Linked DNA regions of Sus scrofa: region 1 is linked to region 2. A link is a contact called in public Hi-C data. All regions are on one chromosome and are shown on one strand. Each heading gives the region's core, a stretch centred on a gene start, on an enhancer-like site or on the middle of the called end of the contact. The rest is flanking DNA. Distances are from core to core; before and after follow the strand shown. Region 1 holds the start of CCT2 (chaperonin containing TCP1 subunit 2). Region 2 holds the start of CPSF6 (cleavage and polyadenylation specific factor 6).

Region 1 (4,600 bases), core at 388-2,887, 330 kb after region 2:
GTTCCCAAGCGAGGGGTCAAATCGGAGCTACAGCTGCTGGCCTACACCAAAGCTCACAGCAATGACAGATCGTTAACCCACTGAGTGAGGCCTGGGATCGAACCCACATCCTCACGGATCCTAGTCGGGTCTGTTAACTACTGAGCCACGGAGGGAACTCCTAAATAGATTTTTTTTTTAAGCACAAATATTCTACTTTGAACATCCTAGAGGGTCAACGTAAGGAAAATAGAAAACTTCTTAATAAACAGAAATATTTACGATTGATCTTGCTCTCTACCACAGCTTAAGAGGATGTTGGTCATCCCTACAACTGTGAGTGATGGTGCTGGTGGTGGTGAGCCCTCCTAAAAATGAGCAAGCAGGGCAAAGACAAAGTAAATGTCTCTGTCAGAGCTCACAAGACCTTGTCCTGGTCAGTCCAATTAAAAAGTGTTCTAAAATTCAATAAAAGAAATGCAATTCTTGGAGTTCCTGTTGGGGGTCAGTGGTAATGAACCTGACTAGTATCCATGAGGATGCGGGTTCCATCCCTGGCCTCACTCAGTGGGTTAAGGATCTGGCATTGCTGTGGCTGCTGTGTAGGCCGGTGGCTACAGTTGTGATTCAATCCCTGACCTGGAAACTTCCATATATCTCCAGTGAGGCCCTAAAAAGACAAAAAACAGAAGCAAACAAAACAGAAATCTGTGTTCCTCTGTATTAATAATGCTCAAAATTGGAGTTCCCGTCGTGGCGCAGTGGTTAACAAATCTGACTAGGAACCATGAGGTTGCGGGTTCGGTCCCTGCCCTTGCTCGGTGGGTTAACGATCCGGCGTTGCCGTGAGCTGTGGTGTAGGTTGCAGACGCGGCTCGGATCCCTCGTTGCTGTGGCTCTGGTGTAGGCCGGTGGCTGCGGCTCCGATTGGACCCCTAGCCTGGGAATCTCCATATGCCGTGGGAGCGGCCCAAGAAATAGCAGGAAAAAAAAAAAATAATTAAAAAAAAATAATGCTCAAAATTAAACTAGCAGTAAAATATTATAACACTTTAAATTGTGTATATGTAGCACCTCAAGGCAAAAATTTTTTAAGGTTAAATTTAAGAAAAAAACCCTCCGCGTTCCCATGGTGGCTCAGCGGTAAAGAATCCGACTAGTATCCATGAGGACGCAGGTTCGATCTCCTGCCTCACTCAGTAGGTTAAGGATCCAGTTTTGCCGTGAGTTGTGGTGTAGGCCGCAGACTCCACTCAGATCCCACGTTGCTGTGGCTGCGGTGTAGGCCGGCAGCTATAGCTCCGATTAGACCCCTAGCCTGGGAACTTCCATTTGCCTCAGCGCAGCCCTAAAAAGAAAAAAAAAATTAAAACTTGCAAGAGAAATCTCCGTTGCTATGGCAACCCCCAAGGGCGGCGAGGCGTCTCTTCCATCTTGGGGCGTTCTGCTTCCAAACCGCTAGTTCCCAAGCAAAACGTCACACCCTCCTTTCCTAGTCCTGAGCAGGTGGCTCCGCAAGGGGCAGAGGGCAGCCAAGGCCCCGCCCCTCGAGCTTGACTGGCAGCGTTTCCGACCCGCGGGGCTCCCTTCGAAATGCTGCCCCTTCCCTTCCCCCCAGGGCGGCGCCCATAAGGAGCCGCGCGCCGGCCCGGGCTCCGCCCCCTGCGGGAGAGCGTGTGGCGTCACTTCCGGCCTCTTTTCCCTCTGGACCGGATCGCGAGCTGTGAGGGGTGCGCGTGTGTACCGAACTCCTCGGAACCATGGTGAGTCTGGTCCCGCAGTCCCTGCCCAAGGCCCCCAGTGCCGCGCCGCCCTCTGCCCATCTCTGTGTTCCCAACGACGCGGGCTCCCTGAGTCTGTCCCCCGGGGCCGCAGCACATGGCGCAGGCCGCGGCGTGTGGCCTGCGCCGGGCCGGCGTGTGAGGCCCCCGGTGCGGGCCCGAGGGAGGAGTGGGCCTTAAGGCCAGCGTCTTATTCGGAGTCGGCCTCTCCGCAGTCTCAAACCTCAAGGGCCGCGTTTCACCCCAAGCAGAGAAATTTCTAGTGCACCGGGCGGGTCGGCGAGGCGGACCCCGCCCTCCCCCTCGGGGCGGAGCCTGGAGCGGCCGGAGGGCGAAGCTGGAAGCGGGGCCGCTGTGTTCCCTCGTCCGCCTGGCGGTCGTCGCGCGAGTGGGCTACAACCCCGGCCACCTCATTTTTAAAATCATCTTTGAACTTGCTGTACACCGATAATCTCTCTGACGTAGAATTTTTATTTTTGGAGCATTTGTGGTTCTAAACAGCAGTGTCACTTTAGTCCCTCCCTCCGCTTTAAATACCGCCCCGGTGATGAAGAGCTTCATTTGTTTAAAAAAGGACGCTATTCTGCAAACTGATTTTCTCTTAGATAGCAACTGGTAAGTCTAGTGGAAGGTATCCAAGTATATGTGTTAAGGAGTACTGGTACTTAGACTGATTCTTGTTTGTCCCTTTTAGGCGTCCCTTTCCCTGGCACCTGTTAATATCTTCAAGGCTGGGGCTGATGAAGAGAGAGCAGAGACAGCTCGTCTGGTAAGCCTCGTTCTTATTCTTTAAAAGATACAATAGTGGAGGGGGATGTTCGTTTTTTGTTTTTTTGTTTGTTTTTTCACAATTTAAGACTCTTAAGTTGATTTTCATCATCTCTTTAATCTTTACTCCAGTCCTCTTTTATTGGTGCCATCGCTATTGGAGACTTGGTAAAGAGCACGTTGGGACCCAAGGGCATGGTAAGAAAAATAGGGATTTTTAATACTGTTTTAGAACTTTTTGTAGAAATGTAATAGCATGCTTTTTGAAGACGCTTTTAAATATTTAATTGTTGATTATACTTAAAGACTTGTGTGTATTTTCCTTATTAAAAATCAGTGACTAAAGTCCTCTTTCATCTCAAATGCCACTCCCCTCCCCAGTCCTTTTGGACATAAACATAATCAATGCCTTTGTTCTTATGTAGAGGTAAGGGTATCTTATGTGTTAGGTGTTTTTTATGTATTGTCATTGTAACAGAACGTTGTTTTATCTCTTCACAGATAATATTTGTATGTACTTTTTCTGTAACTTGGTTTTTTTAAATTCCTTTCGGTGTAAATGTACCCGTCCTCTTTGCCAAATAGTATTCTGCATGTTGCTTATTTTATGGTTTGTATTTATTACTTTGTTGTGAGAAATAGTTTGCATCTGTTGCCTTCGCTATTACATTGTAGAAACAGCCTTGTTCATAGCTCTCTCTTCTTTTGTTTTTAAGGGCTGAACCCACAGCATATGTAGGTTCCCAGGCTAGGGGTCAAATCAGAGCTGTAACTGCCAGCCTACCCCACAGCCACAGCAACATGGGATCCGAGCCTCATCTGCGACCTATACCACAGCTCACGGCACTGCCGGATCCTTAACCCGCTGAATGAGGACAGATATTGAACCCAAGTCCTCATGGATACTAGTCAGGTTTGTTACTGCCGAGGCACAGTGGAAACTCCAGGCTCTGTTCTTCTAGTATTAGGGATAGACGCCAGGTTTTGATTTTGGGGATGTATGCAATGAAAAAATTTGAATGGATGCTGCCAAATAACCATCCAGAGTATTTACCCATTAGCAATGTGTGAGAGTATGGATTGACCTATTCGTTCTTCCATATGTGTTCGTATCTTTTTTGGAGGGGGTCGTAACCAAGGCAAGCAGAAGTTCCCAGGCTGGGAATCGAACTGTTGCCACATCAGTGATGATGCTGGATCCTTAATCCATTGTGCCATCAGGGAATTCCAGATGTGCTTCTATATTAACTTAAACCAAATATGTTCCTTTTAGGATAAAATTCTATTAAGCAGTGGACGAGATGCTTCTCTTATGGTAACCAATGATGGTGCAACTATTCTGAAAAACATTGGTGTGGACAATCCAGCTGCTAAAGTTTTAGTTGGTGAGTCTGATGTTTTGTTAATTAACATTTTGAAGCAATTTTATTTTCATTTTTATTTAGTTATTTTATGCTTTTCAGGGCTGCACCCATGGCATATGGTGGTTCCCAGGCTAGGGGTCAAATTGGTACTGTAGCCACCGGCCTGTGCCAGAGCCATAGAAATGCCAGATCCAAGCTGTGTCTGTGACCTCCCCCACAGCTCATGGCAAGGCCAGATCCTTAACCCACTGAGCAAGGCCAGGGATTGAACCCGCAACCTCATGGTTCCTAGTCAGATTCGTTTCCACTGAGCCAAGATGGGGAGCTTCTGAAACAATTTTAAATAGGCTATTTTGACTGTCTTTTTTATTAAGTCATGTTTGACCTTTAATTGATTATTATCATTATTAAAATACAAGTCTCTGGAGTGCCATGTACTTACTGATAGTAAAATTATTGAATTTCAGACTGAAAAGTTCCAAAGAATTTTTCAGGTGAGGAAATTTAGGTGAGATTTAGATTGGTAATGGGTTGTTTAGAGAATTAGGTAAGCTACTGAGATAAAATTTAAAAAGCAGAATCAAATATAAGTGGGTTAATAAGTAGCATTTTTTTTTTCCTAGACATGTCAAGGGTTCAAGATGATGAAGTTGGCGATGGCACTACCTCTGTTACTGTTCTTGCAGCTGAATTACTAAGGGTAAGACT
Region 2 (4,807 bases), core at 834-3,333:
TGGAGGTTCCCAGGTTAGGGGTTGAATCAGAGCTGCAGCTGCTGGCCTCCACCACTGCTCAAGGCAACACCGGATCCTTAACCTACTGAGTGAGGCCAGGGATCAAACCTTCAACCTCATGGTTCCTAGTCGGATTTGTTCCGCTGTGCCATAAAGGGAACTCCCTAGAATGATTTTTAAACTACTGAAAGAACATAAACTGCTTTCATCATCTTGTCTCCTGACCCTTGCCTTGCCCTTTCACTTATAAGGACTCACCAAGAAATCCAGGATAATCTCCCTTTCCCAAGATCCTTAACTTAATCACACCTGCAAAGTCTGTTTTGGAATGTAAGGTAACATATTCACAGATTCCAGGGATTGAGATGTGGCCGTCTATGATGGGCCATTATTGTGCCTGCCACATTACTAATCTAAAACATGCTCTTACCCTTCATCAGGAGTGGCTTTCTTCTGTAAAGCCCTAAGCAAAAAACGAAGAAAGTGTGTTGCCAAGAAGCAGAAGGCATTTTTCATATGACTTCGTTTAAAGCACTATTAACTTTCAACATTGGTGAGGTAAATATTACTACTTCAACTTTAAAGATTCTGAGATTGAACATGAGAGAGGTTAGGTAACTTGACTGAGGTCATCTAGCCAGTAAAGTGTCTGACTAGAAATTTGTATCCAGATCACCTGGCTGGTCTTGATGACTCCAACCAAGCCTTTCCCATCGTGCCAAGTATAGATATCACTTGGCTTATCATGATTTCTGGGCAGTATGCATCTTATGAAACAGTCTAACTTGGATTTTAAAAAGGGTGAAAAGAAGTAAAGAATGGGAGGTTTCAAGCTGGAGAGACAACTTTGGATAAAGTACAGTAGTCCTCACTTACCTGAGGGCATATATTCCAAGATCCTTAGTGGATGCCTGAAATTGTGGATAGTACTAAACTCTACATATACTGTTTTTTCCTCTATTAACAGGTACGGTGTAAGAGGTGCTAAACAGAGAGATGATTCACTTCCAGGGCTGGTTGGAGTGGGATGGCTAGAGATTTCAAGACTCTACTCACAGAGTTCCCATCCTGGCTCAGTGGTTAATGAATCTGACTAGGAATCATGAGGTTGCAGGTTCAATCCCTGGCTTTCCGCAGTGGGTTAAGGATCTGAACCTTCTTTAAGGAGGGACTACTACATTCATTGGCAGCAAATGCTTTCCTTATTAACCCGAGACTCGGATACACTATTTAGCTTCTTTAGGCCTCAGTTACCTCTCTCATCTGTAAAATTAGATATTTGGACCTAATGACACCTTTTCCAGTTCCCTCTCCGATATTCTGTGATTCTAAGAGGCCCCTCGCTTCAACATACCTCTACCTTACTGTGGTGGTGGGAAGGGGAGGGGGGACGAACCCCAGAAGGACTGCCTTCGTGTTAACGGCATTTCAATTACTCCAGAGAAAACCAACTGCAGATCAAAGGAGGAAAAAATGAAAGGCAATGAAGGGAGGAAGAAGAGATTAAAGAAGAGGAGGGAGATACCAATGGAAAGATAAACAGCATGCAAATAACCTAAGTAGCATGCAAATAACTCAAGATAACCTTCTAGGGTACCTAGTTTTTACAAGGCAACCCTATCTCAGTAGCCCTCTGAAGATACAGGGGTAAGACACTGCTCTCTTCCCAAGGCGCTCACAGAAAGCGGGGTTACACTTCGTATTTCATCTTGGACCTAAAACTTCCACCTCTCTAAAAACCCTGGCTGTGAGAAATATAAGAAAAGCCGACAAATGCAAATATTACCAAACGTTTGAGAGTGCCAGAGCTCCGAGACAACAGTCTCTGGAAACAAGTGGGACCACCCCCTGCCCCGCCCCCCGAGCCTAACCCAGACACACAAAAGAAACCGCCGGTGCACTGGGAGCTGCAGATTCCGCTCTCGGCGGGCCGAGCCGGCAGCGGCTGAGGAGCCCGGCGCCCCCGGCCGCCCCCGCCTCGGCCCTTGGGCCTCGGAAGTGACGCAGCGCGCCCCGCCCCCGCCGCTAGATCCGCTGCTGCTGCCGCGGCTGGCGGACCTGCAGGAGGCGGCGGCGGCGGCGGCGGCCGAGGCCGAGGGAAGATGGCGGACGGTGTGGACCACATAGACATTTACGCGGATGTGGGCGAAGAGTTCAACCAGGTACGTGAGGGCCCGGGCTCACGCCGCCGAGTTGGGCGGCGCTACGGGCGGGAAGAGGACTCGGGGCCCGCCGCGGGCCGCGAGCCGGCGTGGCTGCAGACCGTGCGCCCTTGGCGCCTGTGGGCCGCGCCGCCCGACCCCGGCGCGGCGCCCCCCTTGCCCGTCGTTCTACCGCGTCGTTTCACGGGCCGCGGGCGCGGCGACCTGCCACGGGGCTCCGAGCGCGGACGCCGGCCGCCGTGCAGCCACCTCCTGCCCCTCCCGCGCCTCCGCCTCGCTCTCCATTGTTGGCGGCGGCCGGCGGGCGCTTCCCGCCGCGCTAGGCCCGGGCGGCAGGACGGCGTGTGCGCGGCGGGGAGAACGGCGGCCCCGGCGCCCCCTCCCCCGCCGCCGGGGCGAGGAGGAAGCCCGGCGGGGCGCGCGCCGGCCGCCGCCTCGCCCCCAGCCCTGCCGCTCGGACTCCGATTCCTCCAGTCGCTCCATTTTGTCTGCCTTTCGGTGCACGGTCGCCTCATGGAAGGCCGCGTTCACGGCCCTTTGTATCCCGCGCGCCCTGCTTCCTGGGCTCTCCTGCTCGCGTTTGCGACAGGTTTCGGCGTGGTGCCTTCCTCCTCCTCCCTTCACTCTTTAGGAAGGAGGCTAAGGTGCGGGCACGTTTGCAACAAGTCCTTTGACTTGGGATCGTGTGTGAAAGTCGGTGGCGCTGGCCCTGCCCCGGTGGTCGAGGGCTTACGGTGCCTTTGAGGCCCAGCTGCTCTTGGCCTTTGTGATGAAAATACCAGTTAGATCGGTGGCTCGGGCCAAAAGGAAGACTTGGAAGCGCGATGGTTGGATGGAATAAAAAAGGTAGCTCACCAAGAGATCAGAGTTGTGATTAAAGAATTTCACACGCATTTCATATGGTATAGTTTTAAAATAAAGGTTGTAGCAATGAACCGATTTCCAAAAGCAAAATGTTTAGTGTCCTCCGAGGAGTTAAGAGAGGCCAGAGAAAGTGAGAATGCAAGGTTTTTTTTCTTGTATCGCAGGCCGCAGTTGCCTAGAAGGACTAGCCGCAGGAGCTGTGATGTCTGATGTTGAGCATCCTTGTAAAAGGTTGTTACTAGAGTAGTGACGTTTAAGCTGTAAACCTACTGTTCACATTTTTACTGCCTTTTATGTAGCAACACATTTTAAAAAAATCAAATTGTGCCCGACTGCAGTGTACGTAAAGGCTTTATTTTTTTCATATTTTCCAAGTCCTTATGAGAAGCTCAGTAAAATTCTACTGGTTAATGTGTTTTTGTGGGTTTCGAAAAAACCCTCTCCATTAAGACTCTTATTTGTGACGCAAGATTTTTTTTTTTTTTTAATAGAGAAAGCTGGAAATCCTTGCAGGTCTTTTTTTGAAGATTGATTGTATCCCTGTTTTAAATATTAGAAAAAAAATTCAGTTAGCTTTAATGTTTCCTATTCCGTTTATATATTTAAATGTAACCCGTTGTAATCAAACGTGAAGTTTGAAAATCTGTCTTCTTTTTATTGTGTTTACATTTTGGATATGTGATTCCTGAGATGTGTCAATGACATTTTAGAAAATTACCTTGAGTGCTACATGGTCAGATTCTAAGCTTTTTTAAGGTCTGTAGACAAAGACTTCTAGGAAATTTCCTTTCCTTTTATTAAATGAGTATAACATTGCATAGAAAAGAGGTCCATATCTGCAAGTAAAGGAACAATTAAGTGTTCAACAGTCTTCGTTAGCTTTCTTACAAGAAAATTTACTGTTTTTCTCCCCATGTTAAAAGAAGAATTGAGCTACACTTTTAGAAGTTGAGCTTTCTTCAGAACCTTTTAATGGAACATTTTTTAAGCTTTGGCATACTTAATTTGGGATGGACATTTCTCTAATCTGTATAGCTGGATGGAGTGATACTTGCTTATCCCTGTGCAGTAACTAGTGCTGACTGAGCAGGAGGTAAGGAGAGATTAAAATTTTGTGGCACCAATGAGGAACTGCTTTATAGGGTTCTTGTAAAAATGTAACTTTTTGTTGACTTGTTCCTATAGCATATGTTTCTCACATAGTTGTATGATTTTACCAATAAAATCTTTGTACTTTTGAATAGGTTAATGGAATTAAATAGAGGCTTTGTTGTTGTTATTGTGCATTGATTGGCCTTTGCAATCTACTGCTTGCTGTGGTAGTTCCTGGTTGAAATATGGCCACAAAAAGATGGTTGGTTGTTTTCAAGGTTTGTCCTTCATTTAAAAAAATGTAGGTATCATTGAAATATTTTTCTGAAATCTTGTCAGAATTAGAAGCAACTACAGAATTACTGTGATTGATTTAATTCACTTTCTAATTCGCTGGCAACCTTACTTCTACTGGTTGCTCTAGTAAAGTGACTCTTATTTTGTTGTAGTCGAGTAAAATGTTTTGCTAAATATAATGGGTCATGGCTTATTTTGACTTCTAAACTACTGTAAACATTTAAAAACAACCTTTAATTAAACTGTATTCTCTTAAATTCTTTGTAGTTTATGTATTTTCCATTTTCTTCTGTTTTAAATGGCCATACTTTTATGATCCTTTTTTCCATGTGTGTATTTTGGTAAAGCTCATTATAAACCTGTTGCAGAAAGTGTAAGACATTACATTTTTT

Evidence for each region. Hi-C and Micro-C count contacts between places; a contact is called where the count stands out from the background.
Region 1: a Hi-C map of liver shows a contact between it and region 2, with 10 times the contacts expected there. The contact joins the promoter of CCT2 here to the promoter of CPSF6 in region 2. A contact is called at or near these places in 1 of 5 promoter capture datasets (fetal liver), 3 of 47 Hi-C or Micro-C datasets (brain, heart right ventricle and liver) and 2 of 2 datasets of contacts at active chromatin or transcription factors (alveolar macrophages and skeletal muscle).

What each region holds. Positions count from the first base shown.
Region 1 is chr5:33,856,900-33,861,499 of Sscrofa11.1, forward strand. CCT2 (chaperonin containing TCP1 subunit 2) reads left to right here and starts at 1,638. Exons shown (of 17, transcript NM_001170520.2): 1 at 1,638-1,742; 2 at 2,455-2,529; 3 at 2,661-2,726; 4 at 3,802-3,913; 5 at 4,516-4,592. The coding sequence starts at 1,740.
Region 2 is chr5:33,523,662-33,528,468 of Sscrofa11.1, forward strand. CPSF6 (cleavage and polyadenylation specific factor 6) reads left to right here and starts at 2,084. Exons shown (of 10, transcript NM_001195331.1): 1 at 2,084-2,162. The coding sequence starts at 2,103.